2 separate regions of the Mus musculus genome follow, and region 1 is linked to region 2. The links are chromatin contacts, called in public Micro-C maps. All regions are on one chromosome and are shown on one strand. The core of a region is the stretch at or near the end of the contact, and the rest is flanking DNA. Distances in the headings are between cores, read along the strand shown.

Region 1 (6,140 bases), core at 2,352-4,851, 98 kb before region 2:
AGGAACCTAGGCTTCAAATGGCCTGGATGAACAAGGATTGGGTAAAAGAAGAAAGGACCCATGACACAATTAGGCTATGTACAAAAGAAAGTGAAAAGAGGCACAAGTACAACTTCAGTCAATCCTTCAAAGACTGGAACAATATAAAATGGCTCATTTTCCCCATCTGCCTGCCCTTTTAGGGAGCTAGTTAGTGCTCCATGTGGCCACTGTTGTATATGCAGCTGGTAGGAGTATTTGGTTCATTTTCATTTAGTCAGAGAACCTTTAGAGTCACTTGTGTAAGCTGTGAAGATGGTTAGAACCAGTCCTTGCAGACACTTTGACTCAAATATGCATTGTAAGTCAGGGGTATCATAAGCAAGAAATCCACAGATGTGGGATCTCTTCTACTAATTATGATGGCTTTCCAAGGGTTTCTGAGAAGACCATTATTCTGTGGGATGATCTTACATTCTGGCTTCATTTTCTTAATGTCTTGGCTATAGCAGATTCTGGCCAGATGCTTCAAGATGATCAGAGCCTCATTCTCCCAAGTGGTCAAAAATACTCTTTTTCTCTCTCATTACACAGGTTATGTTTCAGGCAAAGTAGAGCAGAAGGATGTAGTTAATTCAGAGGGACTTTTGTGAAATTTCCAGGTTCAGCTTACATCTCTCATACAGCCACTGGCTACTGTCAGTGTCCTCCAGTGGTGTCTTGTGTCGTCCTTCTCTTCAAGGTGTGAATCTATATATTACATGAACAGGCAAAGGATATGAGCCAGCCAGCAAATTTGCCAGGAACCCTTTGCCATGAGCATTGTGCTGGTGTCATAGTCTGTGGCTGTGAGATCTGAGTGCTGACGTTTTCCTGATTTCTTATACAAGCTGGCTATGGATGGGCTGGTGTGGCCCTGCACATCTCAGAATGTATTCCACTCATTCCCTGATAGTCTCACATTCTGAGGTGAAATTACTTAGCTAGGAGTCCTCTATTAAAGACTGGAAAAGAACCCAGGTTAAGTCTACACATCCAGTTGATGATCGTTACGATTAAAATCACAAGTATGTAGATTATGATAGGTCATTAAGCCAAATGGAGGATTCTAGAGCAAAAAAGAACAGAAATTTGAGCTACCTTTTACTGATGTTATGTGGTTACAAATACGTAGCTCATCTGTGATGCTATGAGAGTAAACTAAGGAAACTCTGCAGACTTTTCTACAGGAATTCGTGTATAGATGCAGTAAGTGACCATCTTTTAAATTTTATTTCGAGTCCAATATTTTTTATAGTCATAAAGGTATAGTAGAAATGAATGATGGACTCATTTTTGGGACTATATCACTACGGCTCATATGGGAGGGTGTAAGACTGTGAGATGTTCATAATAGCAGTCAGCTTTCCGGTATTTGGAAGCTTTATTACTTTAAACTCCTTGTTAGTGCTTTTACTAAGTTCTTGGTGTAAATATAATTTCCCATTGCTTCTAAATTGTACTGATTTATATGTTTACCCAAATCACAAATGTTTTAGGATGAATGTTTAGTCATCCAAAGCATGCACTAGTCTTATTCTTAAATGTATACAGTGTCACAATTTATTTGGCCACATTTTGTTCTTTATCTTTGACTGTCAGTATGTGACCAAAGTTTTATAAAAAACTTTATTGGTTAAAAGACTTATTTCTTATAATAATTTGTTGTATATTTGAGGAGGGGCATTTGCACTTGGAATCAGACTTTATAGTAATGAGTTCACTGATAGCAACTATATTTAATAAAATAAATTATTACAAAGACACGTCTCTTAAAATTTAATTTTCTATCCCTGTGGAGAATTAATTGAGATTAATAGGATGTGGTAACTTTTCACCCTGGTGATGCCACCTTTGGTTTCCTGCCATTACATTGTAATATTCATGTTCCTACACTGCTTATTAGAATTTTAATATTTGTAATAAAAATATCACTAAATACTTTTATTAAATTCTCTTTGTTAATTCATTTATTAGCTCTACATAGAGAAAGCACAATATTTATGCATGCTTAAAATATTATTTTAATAATCTGGCTATCTTTTATCAAATTTTCTTAAAGAATTAAAGTTTTAAAATTTCATAACAAGAGCTAGTAAATTAGAAATATAAATGACTGCTTGTTGAAGAATAGGTAATGCTTCAATTTCAGTTCTAATGATCCCTTTCCAATTGGATATTTAAAAGCAGTCCATTTAAAATCTCAGTTTTTAGACAATTATAAATTATTGGAAAGTCTACACTATATAAACATCCTTAATAAAAAATGTTTTATTATTTCTCCAGGTGTGTGATATGATCATAAGAAGGCTGTTTAAAGACAACTATTTTAAGTCTAAAATTTTGTAATTAGCATCTCATTGTTATCTGTTCCAAAGTAGTTTTATCAATGTTACTGAAGATGTTGGAGAAGAATAACCTAATTATTCTGAGAATGCATTCTCTGATTTAAAAAAAAAAAAGTATTGTTTCCAGATTTAGGGGATGGAATGTGGGAGGTGGTGTTGAAAGATGTTTTATTTACTCTAAATTACATGCTGCATATGATGTAATATTATCCTTTGTATTATTCTCATAATTTTATTTCTCTAAGTATGAAAGAATTGCTAGCTTCTAACATCATAGACTTGCAGAAATAGAAGACAAATTCAGCATTTTAGAAAACTCAAATGAAGTTTTTCCTCTATGTGTTTTATAAATATTTCTCCTTAGTTATTTAATTCTTATCTGAAGTAATGAAAGTGTTTCCTGTTGTTTTCCTCTACATACATTTTTCAGGTTTTAGCTGTAATGCTTGTCGCTCACTTCTTCTCACCACCATTTCCTCTAGTAAACCCTCAGAGGCATGAATATCTTATCCCATGTATGAGGGAGTATTGAAGTCATACAGGAAGTCAAAGTCACAATAATTTGAGATTCAAATCACTCCTGTTGTTCATGAGTATGTATGTGACTTGCCTAACTTGTTCAAAGTTATTATTTTTTTTGAAAATTTTATATATGTGTAGGCCTCTATTAGTTTACATTTACCACATGTGTGCAGGTACTTGTGCTGGCTGGAAGAGGGAAACAGATGAAATGGAACTACGTTTTCAGATGTTTGTGAACCTCCTGATGTGGGTTCTCTCTCGGAGCAGTAAATACTCTTAATTGCTTCTCAATTGCTTCAGGATAATGTTCAACATGCCAGGCTTTAAAATAAAATCAGTAGAACTGGCTGCTTGATGATTCTATGTATATTTCCTCTATGCATCTTCTTCAGTTGTTTTGTTTGTTTCCTTTTTTTTTTGTCTGTTTTCCCAAGACAACACACAAAATAAACAAACAGAAGCTAAACTTCGCAGGAAATAACAAGAGTGAAGCAGAACTTAAACCCAACAGGACATCTGAGACTGCAACAAGCTCTTCTGCTTTTGACAATGACTAAAATAAGTGGCCATACCCATGGTTCAACAGATAACTGGTGTATAGAGAATAAAATTCTGGACACTACTACCACACATTTTTCAAAGTATTACTCTGCACTGGGTATGTGTCAGACCCTGTGGTGAGCTGTTAAATTGTGGAGATGAGTAACTGAATTCCACTGACCTAGATGAGAAGTCCAGAGTATAAATGTGCTCCTGATTCACATTAGTACAGGGAGTGGCAGAGATCTGAACCTCGTTGTAGATAGCTTTCTCCTCAGAATTAAAGAGAACTGTGATGTTTGAATAGGTTAGCTTTTCATGAAATAGTCTAAGATTCTATAGATTGGTGCTTTGGTTCCTATGGAATTGGACGCCACTTCATTTTTTATCTTTTTGACTCCGGCTTCTCCGTACTCAAAAAGACTAGTGCAATTGACCATTTTCTTGCTAGTGAGAGTCAGTAAAGAAGGTAATATAACACAAAGAACTGAGGGCCAGCTAGTCAATACTTGTCCAAGGTGAATAGAGATCGGGTCTATCGAATCACATAATGATGGTTTCCTTGGATACTTGGCAAATAATTTCCTTCAAACCAATTGTACAAGGAAATTAAGGATGGGAATGAAAACCATGTTCCATGAACAAATGAAGTGTCTGGCTTTCTCCTTTTTTTTTTTTTAAGAAAAGAGAAAATATCAGGGAAAATGATGCTGATGAAAAATATGGTGAGAAAGATGAATTGAGTCTATTTGCTTACACTGACAAAGAATACGATAGTAAGAAGATATAAAAATAACATCACAAGGGCTGAAGAGATGGCTTATTGTTTATAGAGGAAAAATATTTGATTCCTGCCTCTCAAGTGGCAGCTCACATTTCTCTGTTTCCTTTGGATGTGTCTGCCTAGTCATTGTAACCCAAGAATAGATTTATATATTATGATGCTGGAATAATAGCATAAAGTCACATGAAGTCATGTAAACTAGACTTATGTGGAATTCAGAGTACAGCTTAATGAAGGCAATAGATCTGACCCTGACATGGTAAATAAAAAAAAATTACATAGAGATTTAAGGCAAATGTATTGCCTTTTAAATCATGCCTTTTGTATTGTAGTATCTTCTGAATACTCCATTTTAGTGATGTATGATGCTTACAGATCTTGAGCTGACTTTCAATAATAAACACACTTATTGGCATTCTGCACACAAGAGAGAATAAGCTACAGGTACAAAGCAGTGTGTTCTTCCTTCACTTAACAGCTGTTCACTGGTTCTTGCCTTACCAAGAAGCAAAGAACCTGCTATTCTGTGTGCTATCATGAAACAAATCACTTCTTCATTCTCTTTCAAAATAATAAAAATATTAGGACAATGAAAACCTATCTGTGATGCTGACAGTTGTGCACAGTTACATAGATACCATCTACCTTTACATAGATACCATCTACATAGAATTGTCAATTACTCTAAAGTTTAATTTCCATCAAAAATAATGGATGTATTGAAGAAATCAACAAAAACCATACAACATAAAGCTTAATGTAATTCATTTGGTGATTTTCAGGACCAAATACTGGGCCACATTCTTCTAGAGGTTGACATTGCAGAGTATTATTCTTATTTATAGAAGAGGAAACGGATAGTTTCAAATGCAACCAATTACTTAGGGTACTTGGCTAGTTAATAGCATGGTCACATTTCTGAAACTAATCAGACTGATTCTGAGTCTGAGTTTTTAATTACCACTAATGTATCTTTCTGTAAGTAGAAGTTGTTTCTAGGAAGGATTATAGAACCTCCATATCTGAAAGTAAGATGATACAGTCTGAACCTATAAGTGATATTTTGCACTTTCTTCTGGGCTAAAACAGTGAATAGTGATGGTCTTGTCTGAGTTTACTGCTTGAAATAAAAGGAAATATACTTCTTCTTCTCAAATGGAGAAAATTGATTTTACCACCCAAACTGTCAGAATGTTTGACTTCATAGGGACTGGTGCTTTGTGGGCTTTTCATAATCATGTCATTTTATTGCAAGATAATTAAAAGATAACAATCCCTTTATATGCCTCTATGTTCAAAACTGGCTCTGAAATATGAATAAAATGAAGTTTTTAAATTCATGTCACCTGTTCACTCATTTCACCCTACTGTCATGTCGTGATTCAAATCTGATATATGACCACAAAAAATTTCTGTAAAATACATATTAAGGGGTAATCAAGTATTTTTTTGAGGGAAGTGAACTGTTTTCCTTCATTACATAAAGGACATTCATTTTCAGCTCTTTGAGTAGGGCTACCTCACATGGTTCAAGCTTCCATTCATAGGAGGCATTTCAGATTTAAAACTGACAAAGCAGATGGAACATATCAGGGGTCTGGAATTTTACTCAGCAATGGACAGGCTGGAAGAATTGATAGAACATGTTGAAAATTCCCAGCATGTCTAGAACATAAGAGTAAAACAATTCCATAAAAAAAAAATAACATGGCAATGACTAGAAAGATGGATCTGTGTGTAAAAGCCTTTGCTGCCAAACCTGATGCCCTGAGTTCAATCCCCAGACTCACATGTTGAAAAGAGAGCTCTGACTTCAACAAGTTCTACCTTTGACCTTCATCAAACAAAGTGGTGGAAATAGAATTTCAAAGCAAGACTATGTCCTACTTAGGCATTGTCTGTGGACTGTTTCCCTGCAGTGTGGAGGA
Region 2 (5,937 bases), core at 220-2,719:
GTAAAGTGCCAAGATAAGAGTGGTGATGTTGATAGCCTTCAGGAACAACTGCCCCTGGTCGCCCAAGGCGCCTGGCAGGCCACATGATTTATCCAAATAGCAAGTGTGGGACCAGCCCTTCCAAGACAGACTTAGCTAGCTGGGCTTCTTAATCATGGAAGAGATTACAAGAAAAAGTGACCACACTAGCTCTCAAAACTCCAGTAAGAGCCCTGGGCTGTTCAGCTCAGAGGAGGGCTTTTTCCAGGAGGCCAGAGTCTAGTGGAGGCTCTAGGGCAGCTGGATAGGTCCGTCCCCCTTACTACTCTGGGTATCTGCATTCAGCGCCTGAGGGCATAGAAGGACCTATCTCCGCAGCCCAGGCACTGGACGCAGGGAAAGTGGACTCCCCAGTATCGGGATCTCCTGGGGACTTTTCCATCCCTGACCAGTAAGGAAAGCACAATTACACCAGCTATGGAACTACCAGTTCTGGTGCAACAGCAGGGCAGGAAAGGTCCTTGGCTTGTAAAAATCACGAGCGATTGGAAAGAAAACGAACTAGCATCCCCAATTTAGTGGGGAATTGATCCCGGATTTCGGGCATAGGGCAGGTAGGGGCTTGAGATACTGAGGCTTGATAATAACACTTCTTGCATTCAACCCAGATGGGTATGGAGGGTTGTTACTTACCGGACTTAAGAGAAGCATTCTAAGGAAATGAAAGGCTGTTCTAAGCTTAGGGGATTTGGAAAACTCCATTTAGGATCGATGCTTTTGGCAGGTAGCAAATGAGCGATTTTACCCACAACTCGGTTACAAAACTCCCTAGAGGACTTGGAATCGACTTGAATGTAGAAGGCGCAGCCCCCCCCCCCCCCACACACACACACACATACACACCGGGTCCCCAAGTAGTCGGGGTAGATAGAAAAAGAATCCCATTTTCTTTGCGGATAAAAAGACAAAACATAGAACACCCACCTAGTGACCACCCACCACTTGTTCAAAAGGGAGTGGGGGTCCAAATAATGTGGTGGCCATGTAAAGAAAGCTAGGGCAGTCACTAGAAATTTCACCTGGCACAGCAATCCTTTTACCTGGCAGCCTTGTCTCCTTAGCTCATCCGAATCCAACCGGGTCCGGGAGGTGGAAAGGGAAGAAGCTAGAGCGGCAGTAGAGGGACTCCCCGGGCATGGTATTGTTTTAGGGGTCGCCGCCGAGGTCCCTCCTGCCCATCGTTGAGAACTGCCAGTCTGGTCCTGAGGTTCAGTGGACGCGGTGACCGGTTCTGCGCTGCTGCCTCCACGTTCTGGAAACTTGGGACAGAGGACCAGATAAGAGCGCACCTGGAAGCAGAGAGAGAAAGAGCTCTCTGCGTGTTTGAGAAGCACTGCCCTTGGTGTTATCTCCCAGCGCACATTCCTTGGTGGTGACAATGGATGACGCCAAACTCACAAGTGATGGCGACTGCTTTCAAATGTACAACTAACTGCAAGGTACCCGGCAAGACAGAAAGCTTTGCTCACCTCCCACTCCTTTCCCTCCCATCGAGGAGGGAACTGGCTTAACCCTGTGTTCACCCTACACTCCGGATAGAAGCTAGATTGCGCTGAGAAACCACAGACGCTGGCTTTCCGGGCAAAAGCTTTGTTCACGTGCAGTTCCAGTGGGCGTGTGGCTGTCTAGGGGCACTTGGGTGGCAAGGTGCCAGTGGCGCGCTTTCCGAGAGAGACTCGGAGATGGGAAGGAACCTAACGTTTCATCCGGACCAGACCCAGCCCTCACAATCTATTTTTTTTTTAACCTCCAGTTACCGGATTTATTGAAGTTGCCAGCAAAGTTGGCTTTTATTCCTTTACTTCTGTGTCCCCCGCCTCTCATATAATTTCCTTGCCCAGCTGCGCTTTGAAGACTTAGAAATCTCTGATCAAGCTCTAACTCTTAACAGAGTTTCAAGTGCAGTGCGAGAGGAATGGAGAAGGGGACCCACCCACTCCTGCCAAATTTAAATGAAACCGCAAGGAGAGTGGCCTCCCTCCTACCCATCAGAAGCTGGTGTCAACTAAATGACATCAGTTAAATAAGAAAGAGTAAAACACCTGAAGACCGGGTGGAAAAGAGACAAGAACGAAGTTGGTATGTGATTGGGTAAACGAGCCTAAAGAGAAAGGCATGAGTGGAATAAACATAGAGAGGGGGAAAAAAGAATACAAATGCAAAAATTAAAAATAGGGGAGCAGGGCTTGATATATATCAGGTTAGTTTTAAGGGCGATTTGACTAACAATGTCTCCTCAGCTCCCTTGGAACAGGTTAATTATATAATGAACAAATTCCGGCTTGGGTTTAGTGAACAGCTTTGCCTATACATTCAGAACTTCCAGAAAGTTAATTGAATAAGCAGAGAACCCGTCTTGTTGACCCAGAAAAGAAACTCAGGCCTGAGAAAACTGTTCTCTTCTGCTGTAGCTTTCTCTGTCAAATGAGCCCAGACACTGTGATCTGAGCACAAACGTACAACTGTTTTTCTCAGGCTCTATTCTTCAGTAGGAAGCTGTTAGACAGTGGAATAGGCATTGCTGAAAGGGGTTATTTTAAAAGGGAGAGCAAACCGCGCTTTACCACCGAATCGGTGCCTCCTCCGGACCCAATATACCCAACCCGATGTGAATGGCAGAAACTGCAAATGCCCATCTGAGCCCAGCAGTCCTGAGAGGCCTCTGGAGCTGCCTCAGACTTCAGCTTGAAGAATTCCGTTGTAAATCCTTCTGATTTGCCAAGGTGGCAGCAGAGCATAGCAATAGCTCCTTTGGTTCTTGAATCAGCAAAGCTCACAATTTAGGACATATGCATTTCCACCGTTCTTTAAATATCCATTCTTCTGTGCAGTTATGCATATGTGTCCCCAGAACCTATCATCCTCTATATCCTTCTTCTGAGAAGACAGTATATTAAGCTCATTCTTACAAACATATATTGGTTAACCAACAAGATGAAACCCTAAACAGGCTTGACATTGTGATTCATGCTACTGGAAACAGAATTAATCCAGAAAAGGAAGAGGGGGTGGTTATTAATAAATATAATTTCATTTTCCAGTAATGATGATTCAAAAGTATAATAAAGTAGTGCAATGAGCATATCCTCCTTTCTAAAAAGCTATGGGTGTTGTTGTTATTATTATTATCATGATTTTTATAAATGTAAGAAAATACTACTGGAAGTGTATGTAGAGAAGCAATGTGATAAGTCGTAAGTCTGACTGAAGAGTCAACTTAAGGAATGCATGGAAGTGAGGTCAGACAGAACAAAAGTCTTGTATTTGAAAAACAAAAAAACAAAAACAAGATAGCCAGAACATTTCTGAACAATAAAAAAGTTATTTTTGAAGGAATCACTTTCCCTGACTGCAAGCTGTACTGAAGAGCAATAGTGATTAAAAAAAGAAAAAGAAAAGAAAAGAAAAGAAAAGAAAAGAAAAGAAAAGAAAAGAAAAGAAAGAAAAGACAAGACAAAACCTTCATGGTATTGGTATAAATACAGACAGGTTGATCAATGAAATAGAATCGAAGACCCTGAAATAAACCCACACTCCTACAAAGCATACAGTAGAAAAAAAAAGCATCTTCAAGGAATGGCCTAGGTCCTTTATCCCTCCCTCCCTCCCTCCTTCCCTCCCTCCCTCCCTCCCTCCCTCCCTCCCTCCCTCCCTCCCTCCCCCCTCTCTCTTTCTTTCTTTCTTTCTTTCTTTCTTTCTTTCTTTCTTTCTTTCTCTCTTTTTTTGGAGAGCTTCAAACATGAGCATTGTTACCTACATCACTTGCACCATCTATGCCTCAAATTAACCTCATGTTCCTCCCTCTAAATCAGTGGTCTCATTAATCATTGTTACACACACACACACACACACACACACACACACACACACACACGGAGAGAGAGAGACAGAGAGACAGAGAGACAGAGAGACAGAGAGACAGAGAGACAGAGAGACAGAGAGACAGAGAGACAGAGAGACAGAGAGAGACAGAGACACAGACAGAGAGACAGACAGAGAGAGAGATGGAGAGACAGAGAGAGATCAATGTGTCCATTTAGCATAACTTCTATATCTATGCCTTAAGGTCTACCTATCATTACCTATCTGGGATTGAATATCCCATAAGACACCTGGTGGTTGGAAAAGCCTGATTCTCCTCTCATCAGCCACTTGTAAGTTTGGGACTATGTGAAATTTTCGTTGTCCACACAGGCGTGTCAACCGGCACTGGCATTACATAGATTTTGTCCAAGCAATCACATTATGAGTTTTCACGGGTACATTTGTCCTGTTATGCTTAAGGATTACTATCTAACATCAGGCCTCCCGAGATTCTTGATCTTCCAACTTTTCTGACTAAATTTCCATAATACTCTTGGAGCTGTTTGAGTGTAGATGTTGCACTGCAGGTGTTTCGGTTGTGACTGGACACCTGCCTTCCCTTATTCTCTGTATTTTGACAAGTTACCGACCTCTATAACAGTCTTCATCGGCTGCAAAAGAAGCTGCTTTGTTGAAGGGTAAGAGCTACAGTAACCTGTAAAGATAAGTATTTATAATATGCTTGGGAAGCATATACGTTTTGGAAAATGGCAGTACTAAATTCTTCTTCCTGGTTTATGATCTCTCCAGCATCTCCAGGTTTACAGTACCAGACATTAATTCCTTCCTATTGAGCAGGCCTTAAGTCCGATTGCACCATTGATGAGTGATATCTTGCCAATGCAGGCGTTTTTGGTGGCTGACATGAAATTATAGCTGGTAGGACTTACCTATTACCCCTCTCCCTCAGCAGTGTGCAGAGCATCATCTGGTATGATGAACACCTCCAGTATGTCTTTGAAAGATTGTTCCACACTCTCCCTTCTCTACTCAATTTGAATCAGTCTTCAACTAATCTGCATTAAAATAGTCTTTCTTTGATCTTCTTTGTGCTTCCCTTCTATTCCTACATCACATTCTTCACTTGTTCAAAACCTCAACTAATTTATGCAAACATAGCAGTCATTATACCCATGGCTTCTCGTCTCCCTCTGTCACATTTTCCCGAGAGAGTGCTGTTCATTTCAATTTTCCATAAAGTGATGTTTAACTATCTGCAGTTTGTCTCTCAACTAGACCTTAGCATCTCAAAGTATTATATTGGTTTCACGCTTCTATTTCAGTTGTACATAGTCCATCATGCTTCCCCTCACCAGATGCTCAAAGATGGTTTGATTTCACAAATAAGCCTTCTTTGCCAGGCATAGAAATGCACCCTTCCTTCTAAGGTAGGGACAATGGCAAGAAAATCCATGGCTAGCATGCAGTGCACAGATTGCTTTTCTTCTCTTTCACAAGTAAAAAAATACTACTAATCTATGAAATTATTTTGTCAGTGGGGCTGTTGTCCTGCCATCTGCAGCTCTGGGATACATTCCCTTCTGATTTGAAAACATTACACTGCAAAGATCCCCTCACAAACATCTGTAGAAAATGTTCAACTTGTAGCAGGCCTTTGATGAATAGATTTTGTGTCTACCCTGTCAAATTCTCAGTCTAGTGAAGTCCCAGAGACACATAATTACATGCTCATTACAGAAATAAAACAATTTTAGTATGTGCAAAGTGCTTTAGTGCTTTGAAAGACATTTCTCTAGGGAGAGGGCCTCATTCAAGTGATGGTGAAGATCTCTTGACAGTATACTGATTTTACAGGGACCTCTGTGGCATTATTTTATATCCAGCCTTCTGTGTATTGCGGCCCCAGCTACTGGAATCTCTGGTCTCATGAAAAAGCCCTTTAAACTAAGATTGGAAAGCCAGCCTATAAGTAATTGCTAGAACATCCATTTTCTTAGCCATGTTATTTTTTTTCCCATTTCTGTGTAGGTTACAAGATGATTATGCGTGAACAAAAACAGAAGGTACACACTG

The links. A called contact is a pair of places that touch in the nucleus more often than the background predicts.
Region 1: a contact with region 2 is called in a Micro-C map of muscle stem cells, with 4 times the contacts expected there. The contact joins the enhancer-like site here to the promoter of Flrt2 in region 2. A contact is called at or near these places in 1 of 484 Hi-C or Micro-C datasets (muscle stem cells), 1 of 115 datasets of contacts at active chromatin or transcription factors (bone marrow-derived macrophages) and 2 of 9 other capture datasets (adipose tissue and liver).

What each region holds. Positions count from the first base shown.
Region 1 is chr12:95,787,777-95,793,916 of GRCm38.p6, reverse strand. No RefSeq gene overlaps it. Among named protein-coding and RNA genes, the nearest start is that of Flrt2, 99 kb to the right of the region's middle. Within about 2 kb of position 3,601, at least 14 of the 459 cell types and tissues checked have an H3K27ac peak or open chromatin away from gene starts, as enhancers often do. A contact at or near this core is called in muscle stem cells, where this site is marked.
Region 2 is chr12:95,687,758-95,693,694 of GRCm38.p6, reverse strand. Flrt2 (fibronectin leucine rich transmembrane protein 2) reads right to left here and starts at 1,469. Exons shown (of 2, transcript NM_201518.4): 1 at 1,080-1,469.